Regions from separate parts of the Rattus norvegicus genome. Here region 2 is linked to region 1. A link is a contact called in public Hi-C data. All regions are on one chromosome and are shown on one strand. The core of a region is the stretch at or near the end of the contact, and the rest is flanking DNA. Distances in the headings are between cores, read along the strand shown. Region 1 overlaps Auh (AU RNA binding methylglutaconyl-CoA hydratase). Region 2 has its middle 100 kb from the start of Auh.

Region 1 (5,291 bases), core at 1,166-3,665:
GTATGTATGTATGAATGAATGTATGCATGCATGCATGCATGCATGCATGCAGATCTGTTTTACATGGCCCTGTGAGGATACTGTGAGTTTATGTGAGGACAAACTCGAGTGTTAGCAGGTAGAGGCAGCAGTCGTTTAGCGCGTTTTATCTGTCCCCCTCTGGCCTTACTTGTCTGATAAACCATTACTCCCGTGCACGCATCAGGAGGTGTGGTTCTTGTAGGACAGCCCACATGGCCCACTTTATTCTGGTCAATGGGAGCTTTTCCAAACAAGCCTTGGTGGGTGCAGCTTATCAGAGCGCGCTCCCCCCCCCCCCGCCATCTCCTTCTCTCCGAGAGGGGAGAGAGAGAGAGAAAGAGAGAGAGAGAGAGCGAGCCATAGGTAGCTGTCAAGTGTTTCCTCCGTTGCTCGTATCCCTCGTATTTGTGATTTAGGGCAGTCTCTTGAACCTGGAGCTGAGCAGTCGGCCGTGCTGGCTTGCGGTCAGCTGCTCCACAGACCGGCTTGTCTCAGCATCCAATGCTGTTGGTTACAGCTGTGGCCGCCATGGCCACTTTCATGTGGGAGCTGGGGATCTGAACTCAGGTCCTCGTGCTCTCGTGCAGCAAGCACTGCCCCACTGAGCCCTGCCCAGCCCTTCTCTCGAGTTTCCTAAGCTCTTTTCCTTTTTCTTCATCTTACCACCATTTTAAGACAAGGTCAAGATGTATTACTGTGAATTTGTATTAGAATTGTTGAGAATAGGCTGATTGCCACTCTGGGTTTTACTCTATTCTCAGTTTTCATAAACTCCAGCATAAAGGTTTTACTAATTCCTCATGGCCTTGCAGCAGAGTACCTTGGTCTCGTGTCCATTGGCACTGAGATCAGAGTCTCAGACATCCTGCTCCCCTGAGAAGCCATCTTGTCTCTGCTGCTCTGAGGGTCTGAGCCGTGCTCCTGGGGCACTCACATAGAAATGGAGGTTGGGTGGGGGGTGGCGGCGTCCATACCAGTGTGGCGCTTGTTACGTTTGCGTGCTCAGTACTGCTTGAAAGGAATCAAATGATTTCTCTGAAGTTTGTATTTATCAGGACTTTTACCAGGCAGTGCCTGGGAATTCCGATGTGCGGTGGTGGAACGTGTGCTGGGGATGTGGGCCGCGTGTACCTGTGCTGTCTGTTCTCTGTCTCCCTAGTAGTTTGCTTGCTTGTGAGTAGTTATGGCTCCCTGCCCTGCAGGACCCTGCGATTCTCATCCTGGAAACTTGAAGGACCTTTTCCCCGGCTGTGAGAAACTTAGATGCACAGGCTGATTCCTTCCTGCCTCAGTTGGACCTTGCTTGCCCTGGGAGAAAGGAGCAGGCCAAGACCATAAAGCTCAGCTGCACCTGGCTAGCCCTTCAACCCCTCAGAGCGAAGAACGAACGCTAGAGGGGCAGCTCGGCCCTGAAGAGCACCCACTGCTCTCCCAGGAGGACCCAGCGTGTACACGGGGCAGCTCACAGCCCTCCGTGACTCCAGGAGGGGATTCCATTCCGTCTTCGGGTGTTTGAGGGCACCTGGACAATGTGTCGCATCCACAGACACAGAACGACTTTTTTTTTATGATGAATATTCAGGAACTGTTTGTATTTGCGCTTGCCTAAATTTCAAGTGGGTAAAAAGCATCAGTCAGAAGCGTCAAAGACGGTTTTATAAAGGCTGCCCGTGGAATTTTTATAAGTCAGTGACTGCTCTGAGTCAGGCGGCCCCCACCCAGTGCTTGCCATTTGGAGTGCTAATTATTATTATTATTTTGCTGATTTGCCTCATGAATGTGCACACATGCGCACTAATTCTGGTTCCATGCAAACATTCCATGACAGCCCTTTCTGTGTGTGACTTTAAGGTACCATTTCTAGCCCCAGTTAAAACTGTAGAACCTTGCTGTTCACTTGAGCTGTGGTTTGGCTGGCTTTAGCCGTTGTCACTTACTACGCTAATTAACAGCCACACCTCCAGCACCTTAGAGCTAGCGGACAGCATCCTCTTCTCCTGAAGCCCTTGGAGCCCAGGCTACAGGCACGCAGGGAAGGGTCTTGCTGACCAGGCCTCCGTTTTGAATCTCTGGGCCTGCTCTGTAAGTTTGAGTCACTGCCCACAGAGTTTGTGACCTTGTCCCTGTCTGGAAAGAGTGTCTGTGGCAAGGCTCTTCTCACGGGTGTAAGGCTCCTTAGGGTGCAGGCCTGCTTGAGGCTTGCGACAAGATTCTTCATCATTTCTGGTGTTTTCCTGAGGCTGTCCAAAAATCTTCTAAGTAAACACTTCACATCAATCAACCAGAATTATTGTCTTCTTGGTCGCTAGCGGCTGTGTGTGTGTGTGTGTGTAGGGGCTTGGGGGAGGGACTGGTGGTTGAGTGTGCTCGCTGTTCTGCCCTGGAGGGTGCTGAGTCAGTGCGTGGAAAGTAATGTGATCACTTGACCCCGGGACTGTGCTTTCTCTTGTAACAGTGTCCAACCCAGGGTCCAGGACAGCTGTGGATGCAGCCCAGCACAAAATTGTACTGAGGGTTTCTGTGTGATTATTTTCCTCCTTGTAATTTGATTTAATGGCTCTGGAGAATAAAATTTATAGACTTTGCGGATGTCAAAGGGATGGGCACACCTGCTAGAATGTTCCGTGCTGACTAATTCTTAGTGGATTTCCCCTTGGTCTTTTGAGACAAGGTCTGGGAGACAGATGTGTATCTACTAAGTACTTTTCTGAGTACCAAACATGTAACAGACTTTCATATGTAGGCTAGAAACACAGCTCACTCATCAAGGAGGGCAAAACTGCTTTGGCTGTGTTTTAGGAAGCAGACACATGCGCAGAAGAGATTGCATGCTACCTGGTGATCATTGGGGTGATTGAAAGTGAGCATGGAAGACAGGCGTGTTGGACAGATTACTGTTATGGTGGCTGTATGGACAGACACAGTGGGTGTGTGGACAGCAGTGTTTCACTGGGAGTGTGGACAGCAGTGTTTCACTGGGAGTGTGGACAGCAGTGTTACACTGGGAGTGTGGACAGACACTTACAACGGGAGTGCTGGAAGGAACCTGGTAGTCTCAAGTGGATGTTCTAAGATTGTTGGATTCTCTTCCCATTTCTGCTCTTATCAGGAGGCCCAGGAAGATCCTTCTCAGCTTTGAAGTGTCCTTCCCCATGGCCTCCTGGGGCCCTGGAGCAGTGTGGAATGAGTTTGGACTTGCAGTCGGCGTAGGCTGGAGTTTTAAAAGTGCACGAGGGTATAAGTTCGCATCTGCATTTCCCTACAAAAGTCTGAGCCTATGGACCATGAACTTGCTAAACCTGGCTGTGCTTTGTTTGTGCAGACGTCTGTTTTAGCTGTTGCCCTATACACAAGGAATCTGGGGCAGCACCGGCCTTTACAATAACATAGCTGCTTTGGAAGCTGCTTCTGTGTTTCCTCATTTAGCACCAAAAACATTTGACACCCAATACGTGCAAACACTTATGTAATGCACGCAGGAAAGTCTGGGAATCGCAGAAAGTTAATGCATGTCGGGGAGCGCGCATTGCTTTATGGAAAGGCTGATAGAATGCGATTATTCACCAACCATATATGTTTACTAAAGTCATTATCATAAGCAAGGCCTATTAAATGCTCTCCTATGCTCTCCACTAAGTGTCTGATGACTGTTTATTTTTGTCGGTGTGAATATTAAAGAAAAGCTAAGCAGAAGCAATCTTAATATCTTGTTGATTACGTTCCAGAATAAAAACGGCAGAACATTAAGCCTGCACGCCATTTGCTATAATTACTCCGAGTGGGATGTTGCTGGAGCTGTCAGGCTGTGATTGAGGCTCACTGATGGTTGGCACCAGCTGCGTGCATTAATTGTCTGCAGCAAGCGCACCCCACATTCACTCGCCATTTGGAGACACACGCTTTCCTGTTCACCGCGCTGTAAAGCATCTCACGAATGAGTGAGGAGGGACGCCGCCTGCTCCCAGATTTAGCTGTCACCTCCTGTCCACAGAGTCCATTCACTCAGCCCCACACAGCTCTGTGGATGTGAGCTCCCTGTGCGGCCAAGCATCTGGAGGGGCACTGGGGTTTATTTCGGAGACCTTCGGCAGCCTGTTTCTGATAAGGTTTAGGGGCTCTGACCGTTTAACTCTTCCTAGGCACAGGGATTCTAACATCACATTAGACGTTTTAATAAGGCAGTCCGACAGTGAAGCGCCTGTTTTCTTTTCCACTCAGCTTCCAAGTGGGCTTTTCCATAGATATTTAATCCTTGCAAAATGTCGGTATTTCCAGAAGCACCGAGACACATCCATTTTCGTTAAATGATGACTCCCAGTTTGCAAGTTCATTCGGACTGTGCCCAGGTGTTTGTGTGGGTGAGTCACTGTGGCGTTTGATGGGCAGGTACCTCATAGAGCGGCATGCAGGTTGTGCCATTCTGTCGGGTACAGCTCTAACGCTTATTTACCACAGGCGGAACCGAGCAAAGATTCCAAGTGTTCATTTATACTTTCTGCCTAATGGGATGTCTGTTTTAAATCGTAAGGCAACCCAAATAACGTGACTGTGGCTTCCCAGTGCTTATGCTGGGAAGTATCTCAGGGTTATTGTCTGGTGACTCCTGAAGCTCCCTAGCTGCTGTTTGGAGCCCGAACCTGTCATGTCTCCTGAAAGCAGTTTCCCTAGGGCACAGAGCCCAACTGAGTCCTCACACTGGCAAAGAGCCAGGTGTGCACGTGTGAGTGAGTGTGTGCTCCTCTGTCTTGGCCCCTGGACCTTCCAGTGGGAGGCGCAGTGTTGGCAGAGGTCTGCTGGGTGCTGTGAAACTCCCATGAGCTCTGTCACTTCAGAAGCCCCTCCTCGGTTCTGAGGGCCTTCCATAAGTCCTCTTTTCCTTGGGCTAAGCAAAGTCAATCGTAGTTGCTCAAACACCTTTGAAAGAATGTAATTGGTTTAAGAAGTGTGTGCTGGGTTGGGGATTTAGCTCAGTGGTAGAGCGCTTGCCTAGGAAGCGCAAGGCCCTGGGTTCGGTCCCCAGCTCCGAAAAAAAGAACCAAAAAAAAAAAAAAAAAGATTTAAAAAAGAAGTATGTGCTTCCCAAAGCCGGAGTGTGATGTATGTACCTATAATCCTGATACCCAGGCTGCACACACTGTGAGTTCCGGGCCGGCCTGAGCTACCTAGCCAGACTCTGCTTCGTTTTACATTGTACTTATTTTATTGTTGTTTGAGGTATTCAGGAATGCATACGTATAAATGCGTACGTGTCCATCAATTTCCCTCCCTCC
Region 2 (4,742 bases), core at 1,828-4,327, 43 kb after region 1:
GCCATCTCTCTGTCTCATCCCTGCAGATTTCTGCCCAGGATTCGGCCCTCAGGAGGTTCCCAGCTTCCTCGTGGAATGCCCCCTCCCACAGTGTATGTCCATCCTGGATGCTTTTGTCCTCTGTGTTGCGTGGGCACCCTGATCGCCAGTGGATTTCAGTGTTCTGGACTGTCAGGGGGCCGATCCTGCACTGGTTTGCTGATCTCCTCTGGCTGCTTTTCTGCCAGACTCCCACTGTGTGCCGGGGCTACTGCACTCGCGTGTTTATATTGGGGTGAACTTTCTTCTGGTGTCTGTGTGGTGTGCCTCTCAGAATTGTCATTGTGCTTGATGGATGATTTGTCTGTCTCTCTTTATCTCCCCTTACTCTATGTCTGTCTATGTGTCTGTCTGTCTGTCTCTGTGTGTGTGTGTGTGCGTGCGTGCGTGTGTTTCTGTTTCTCTTATGTGTGCCTGAATCTGTCTTTGTTTCTCTGTCTGTCTCTCTGTCTCTGTCTCTCTCCTTCACACACACACACAGACACACACACACACACACACACACACTCCACAGGATGTAACCCAAACCCTCACACATACGGACAATCCCTTACCACTGAATTATGTTTTCGGTCCTCTTTTACTAGGTAATAAAATCTCACTAACTTGCCCACGATGGCCTCAGACTCCCTCTGTAGTTCAGGCAGGATTCCCCTGCCTTAGTCACCCCTCAAGTAGCTAGGCATACAGGCCTGTGCACATCATCTAGCCTTGTCTGGCTTTTCCCGTCTGAGCTAGGAGTGTGTTGGCTGGATAACACACTCAGTGCTACTCCGACTGGAGCCTGGTTTTCAAGTTTCTTGGGTCTGTGGGCTTCAATCTGGTGTTGGACTTGGGGTCCGCTTGCCCACTGTCCTCTCAGGTGTCTTCCTAACCCACTCCCTAGTATTCTGGTCCTCCATGTTGGTATACTCAGGAAACCTCATGGGCTCTTGAGGTCTTTGCTTCTCTTTGGTCTTTCTTCTGTCTTTGGAGTTGACTGATTCTCCTGCTTCAGGCTTAACCTTTCCTGGGCCGCCATGGTGTTGCTTTGGAGAGCTCTGGGTGAGCACTGCACATCTGGCTGTCGCTTTGACTTTAGGAACCTTGTTTGGTTCTTCCTCTTCCCCGGTGTCTTTGTGAATCCTTGTTTGGTCAGCCATCATTCTCACACTTTTCTCTGACTTTTTGCACATACTTAAAAGCATTTTAAGAGTGTGTGTGTGTGTGTGTGTGTGTGTGTGTGTGTGTGTGTGTTACTCTTTGCCTTTCTGGAAACAGTTCCTTTGTGCTATTGAGTTGACATCCCATGCTTTATCTCTTAGATCGTGACAAGGCCAGTCCTGAATGTGAACTGATCAGACTTTGGCCAGGGTTCTCCATGCAAGTGCAATAGCATCCAATGGTCCTTTCTGAAAAAGAAAAGGGGATGGGAAATAAAGGGAGAGGAGGGGAGGGAGGAGAGGAAAGAAACGGAGGGAGGGAGAAGAAGGGGGAGAGGAGGAAAGAGGAAGAGACATGAGAAGGAGGGAGGGAAATGTGAGTGAGGAGGGAGATTTGAGGGAGGCGGGAGGGGAGTGAGGGAGGAGAAAGGGATGTGAGGGAGGAGGGAGGGGAGTGAGGGAGGAGAAAGGGATATGAGGGAGAAGATAGAGGGGGATATGGGGGAGGAGGGAGAGGGATTTGAGGGAGGAGGGAGGGATATGAGGGAGAAGATGGAGGAGGATGTGAGGGAGGAGGGAGGGGAATGTGAGGGAGGAGGAAAGGGGATGTGAGAAAGAAGGAAGGGGGTGTAAGGAGGGAGGGGTGTGAGGGAGGAGGGAGGGGGTGTGAGGGAGGAGGGAGGGGTGGGGGGAGGAGGGAGGGGTGTGGGGGAGGAGGGAAGGAGATGTGAGGGAGGGGGATGTGAGGGAGGAGGGAGGGGGTGTGAGGGAGGAGGGAGGGGTGTGGGGGAGGAGGGAGGGGGTGTGAGGGAGGAGGGAGGGGGTGTGAGGGAGGAGGGAGGGGGTGTGAGGGAGGAGGGAGGGGATGTGGGGGAGGAAGGAAGAGGGACAGAAGGGGCAGGAAAAAGGAAGGATACAAAGAGAAGAATGTAGAAAGGAGAAAATAGGAAGGACGGTGAAAGGAAGGAGAGGTTTGGTTAACTTTTGTGGTCCCTTCTTTCTGAAGTGTCAGAGAACCGGGTGTCTCCCCATTTTCTTCTGCAATGCCAATGGTGCTTGGCTCTGAAGTATTTTCAGACAGAAGCGTCTTGAAGAGCAAGGCCTGTGTGCCAGGCCTGTGGAGGCCCTGAACACTGCTCTCTCTTGTCCTCCCATCTCCCCGCCCCCCACCGCTCACACACACTGTCCATTGTCGGTGCTAATTACTGGCCCACTCCAATGGAGCAGGAGGCTGTGTTGATGTTACACTAACAGTTTATGCTTGACAAGCTCTCTGTGCATGTAATAATTACAGCATATTTGTCTTCGGTATTTCGCAAGCATTCTTTCTGGATAATACTGGCAGGATTAAGTAATGGTTTCTCGCCAGCGTGGTTGCTCAACGGCATTAAACACCGATGGAGGGCTATGACGTGCACAGCCTGGCTCCCCCACCCCTACCCCTCCGCCTCTGACCTTCTGCTTTTCTTACGTATAAAATAATCTATTGTAAGCCTCTGCCTATTGTTCTCATCCCAGATGCCAGGAAGTACTTCAGGAAAACATTTTGCTTTGGTGTTAAAGGACGGCCTTTACAGTGGTTAGGAGTAAGATGGGCAGGCAAGACACCAGGCTGCCAGCAACCAGGGACTTCAAAGTCTTCCTTTGGGAACTGGGGGGGGGGGGGGGGACGACTGACATTTATTTCTGCTTCTCGGTATCCAACTTCGGTATTGGCAACGTGTGCGTGGTGGGGGGCATGGTTGTGATTCTGTCTTAGAAAAGGTCAGCGGGAGACACGACACTGGCTACACTGTGCAGCCCCGCACTATGATCCCAGACTCGTGCCCGTGCTCCCGAGCCTGTTACACAACACAGCCCACAGCCTCAAGGCCATTTTGCACAAGTTTCTCCTTCCCCAAGTTTACAGCCTCCTGAGATCATTAACTCATGACATAATTCTCGCCCACAAACACGGGCCACTCAAACAGAGCAGAAAATTCCAAAATAAAGCACTTCAGAAATAGCGAGGCATTTTTGGACTTTTTTTTTTTTTTTACCCTTCCTGCACGACTCACGACTTTTTTTTTTTTTTTAAGCCACTGAGTGAAATAGAGAAGCCTACTCGGGGTTTCTTTTTTAAGCGTGGGAGTTTGGTGCGAGAGGGTTCCTGTGGGAACCCTCTCTTCTGCAGTGTTTTGATTTTACCTGTGTTCTAGCTCGCCATTGAAAAGCCAGGTCCACCGCTCTGTCTGACAAAGCTAAGGACTAAAGCACAGTGGCCTTGGCAGACGTATTCGGAACCACGAGGTGAGGCCTGACGTGTCTCCACACACAGTGGAAAGTTACTGCGGTGGCTGTTACCGAGTCCACAGGACCAGGAAAGTAAAGTAAATGCCATGCCGTGGCCGGCTTTTAATGTTATCAAGGGAGTTTGGCCCTGATGCGTCAGGAATCTTTGTTGTGAGTGGCACAAGTTCAAACGAAAGTGGCCTGGATCAAAGAAAATGTCACTTGGCCTGCAACCCTCAGCAGGAAAGGGCAGGACCATGGGGACAGTAGAACCGGGCTCTCAGGGCTGGAGGGACACCCTGTGTTTCCTGTCATGCCTAGTGGCCAGGGTATGGCTTCACTCTGGTCTGGTTTTACACGATGGCAACTTCCAGCCCACTGGAGATTGGAACTCAGGTTCCCAGGCACGCAGGCACTTTATCAACTGAGCAGTCTACCCCAGTTTTTTCCGTGCAGTTCTAAGGGTGACCTTGGCTCACAGCAGAACTCGGAAGCTTCCGTAGCCTCTGTCACGAGGGGAATGGGAAGGAGGAGGTGCTGGGAGTGTAAAAGCCCTTGGTCCAATGAGAACTTAGACCAGCTAGAAGTTTGAGCCACTGGTGGAGAAGCAGGTCAACCATGGGGACAGGACCCAGTGGAGGTGTCAACCTCTGAGTCAGAATGTTGGTGGATGGGGGCACGCAGAGACATGGTTCAGATAGACTGGCTGGGGAGAGGGAGTATTTAGACCCAGCACCTGTGGCCCAGCTTTCCCCACCCCTGCTCAGCCCAGAAAGAGTGGTATTATGACCTCTCTGGATAACTGACATGATGTCATGGGTAGCCCTAGTTACGCCTCTGCTCTAGGTTAGGAGGACAGTGTGGCGGACATTTGCCACCCTTAGCTGTGGTTCTGTCAGCAGCCCAATGGAACCTGGCTGGGTCTATCTAGGTTCCTGGATCTTGCATTTCTCTGTTGACCTCTGCGATCAGATCCTCCAGTGGGCAGCTTTTGAACCCCAGGAAAGCCCTTGAGTTGTCTGGTATCATCCCTGTTGCTACCAACGGAATAACTCCTCAACGTGCACTCTCGCTGTCTCCCAGTGTTTCAAGAGCGGTTCAAGAGCTTTGCAAAGCTCTGGCTTACCCTTATAGGCTGTTTTATGTGTTTTCTCCGCTGTCAGTGTTACGTATTATGAACTCAGTGAGGGGGAAGGGGAGCTTGGAGAGAAGTTGTGGGACTTTCAGAGCAAGGCAATCTGACCCAGCAAATGAACTTCTGCTAATAGCCTGGACTGTTTCCTAAATAAA

The links. Hi-C and Micro-C count contacts between places; a contact is called where the count stands out from the background.
Region 2: a Hi-C map of the A7r5 cell line shows a contact between it and region 1, with 1.8 times the contacts expected there. The contact joins two enhancer-like sites. A contact is called at or near these places in 4 of 12 Hi-C or Micro-C datasets (the A7r5 cell line, kidney and liver).

What each region holds. Positions count from the first base shown.
Region 1 is chr17:12,540,691-12,545,981 of GRCr8, forward strand. The region is part of intron 6 of Auh (AU RNA binding methylglutaconyl-CoA hydratase); the gene reads left to right. It overlaps LOC134482816 (a long non-coding RNA gene), which reads left to right. Exons shown (of 2, transcript XR_010059387.1): 2 at 1-5,291. Among named protein-coding and RNA genes, the nearest start is that of Auh, 62 kb to the left of the region's middle. Within about 2 kb of position 2,416, at least 18 of the 93 cell types and tissues checked have an H3K27ac peak or open chromatin away from gene starts, as enhancers often do. A contact at or near this core is called in the A7r5 cell line, where this site is marked.
Region 2 is chr17:12,582,839-12,587,580 of GRCr8, forward strand. No RefSeq gene overlaps it. Among named protein-coding and RNA genes, the nearest start is that of Auh, 100 kb to the left of the region's middle. Within about 2 kb of position 3,078, at least 48 of the 93 cell types and tissues checked have an H3K27ac peak or open chromatin away from gene starts, as enhancers often do. A contact at or near this core is called in the A7r5 cell line, where this site is marked.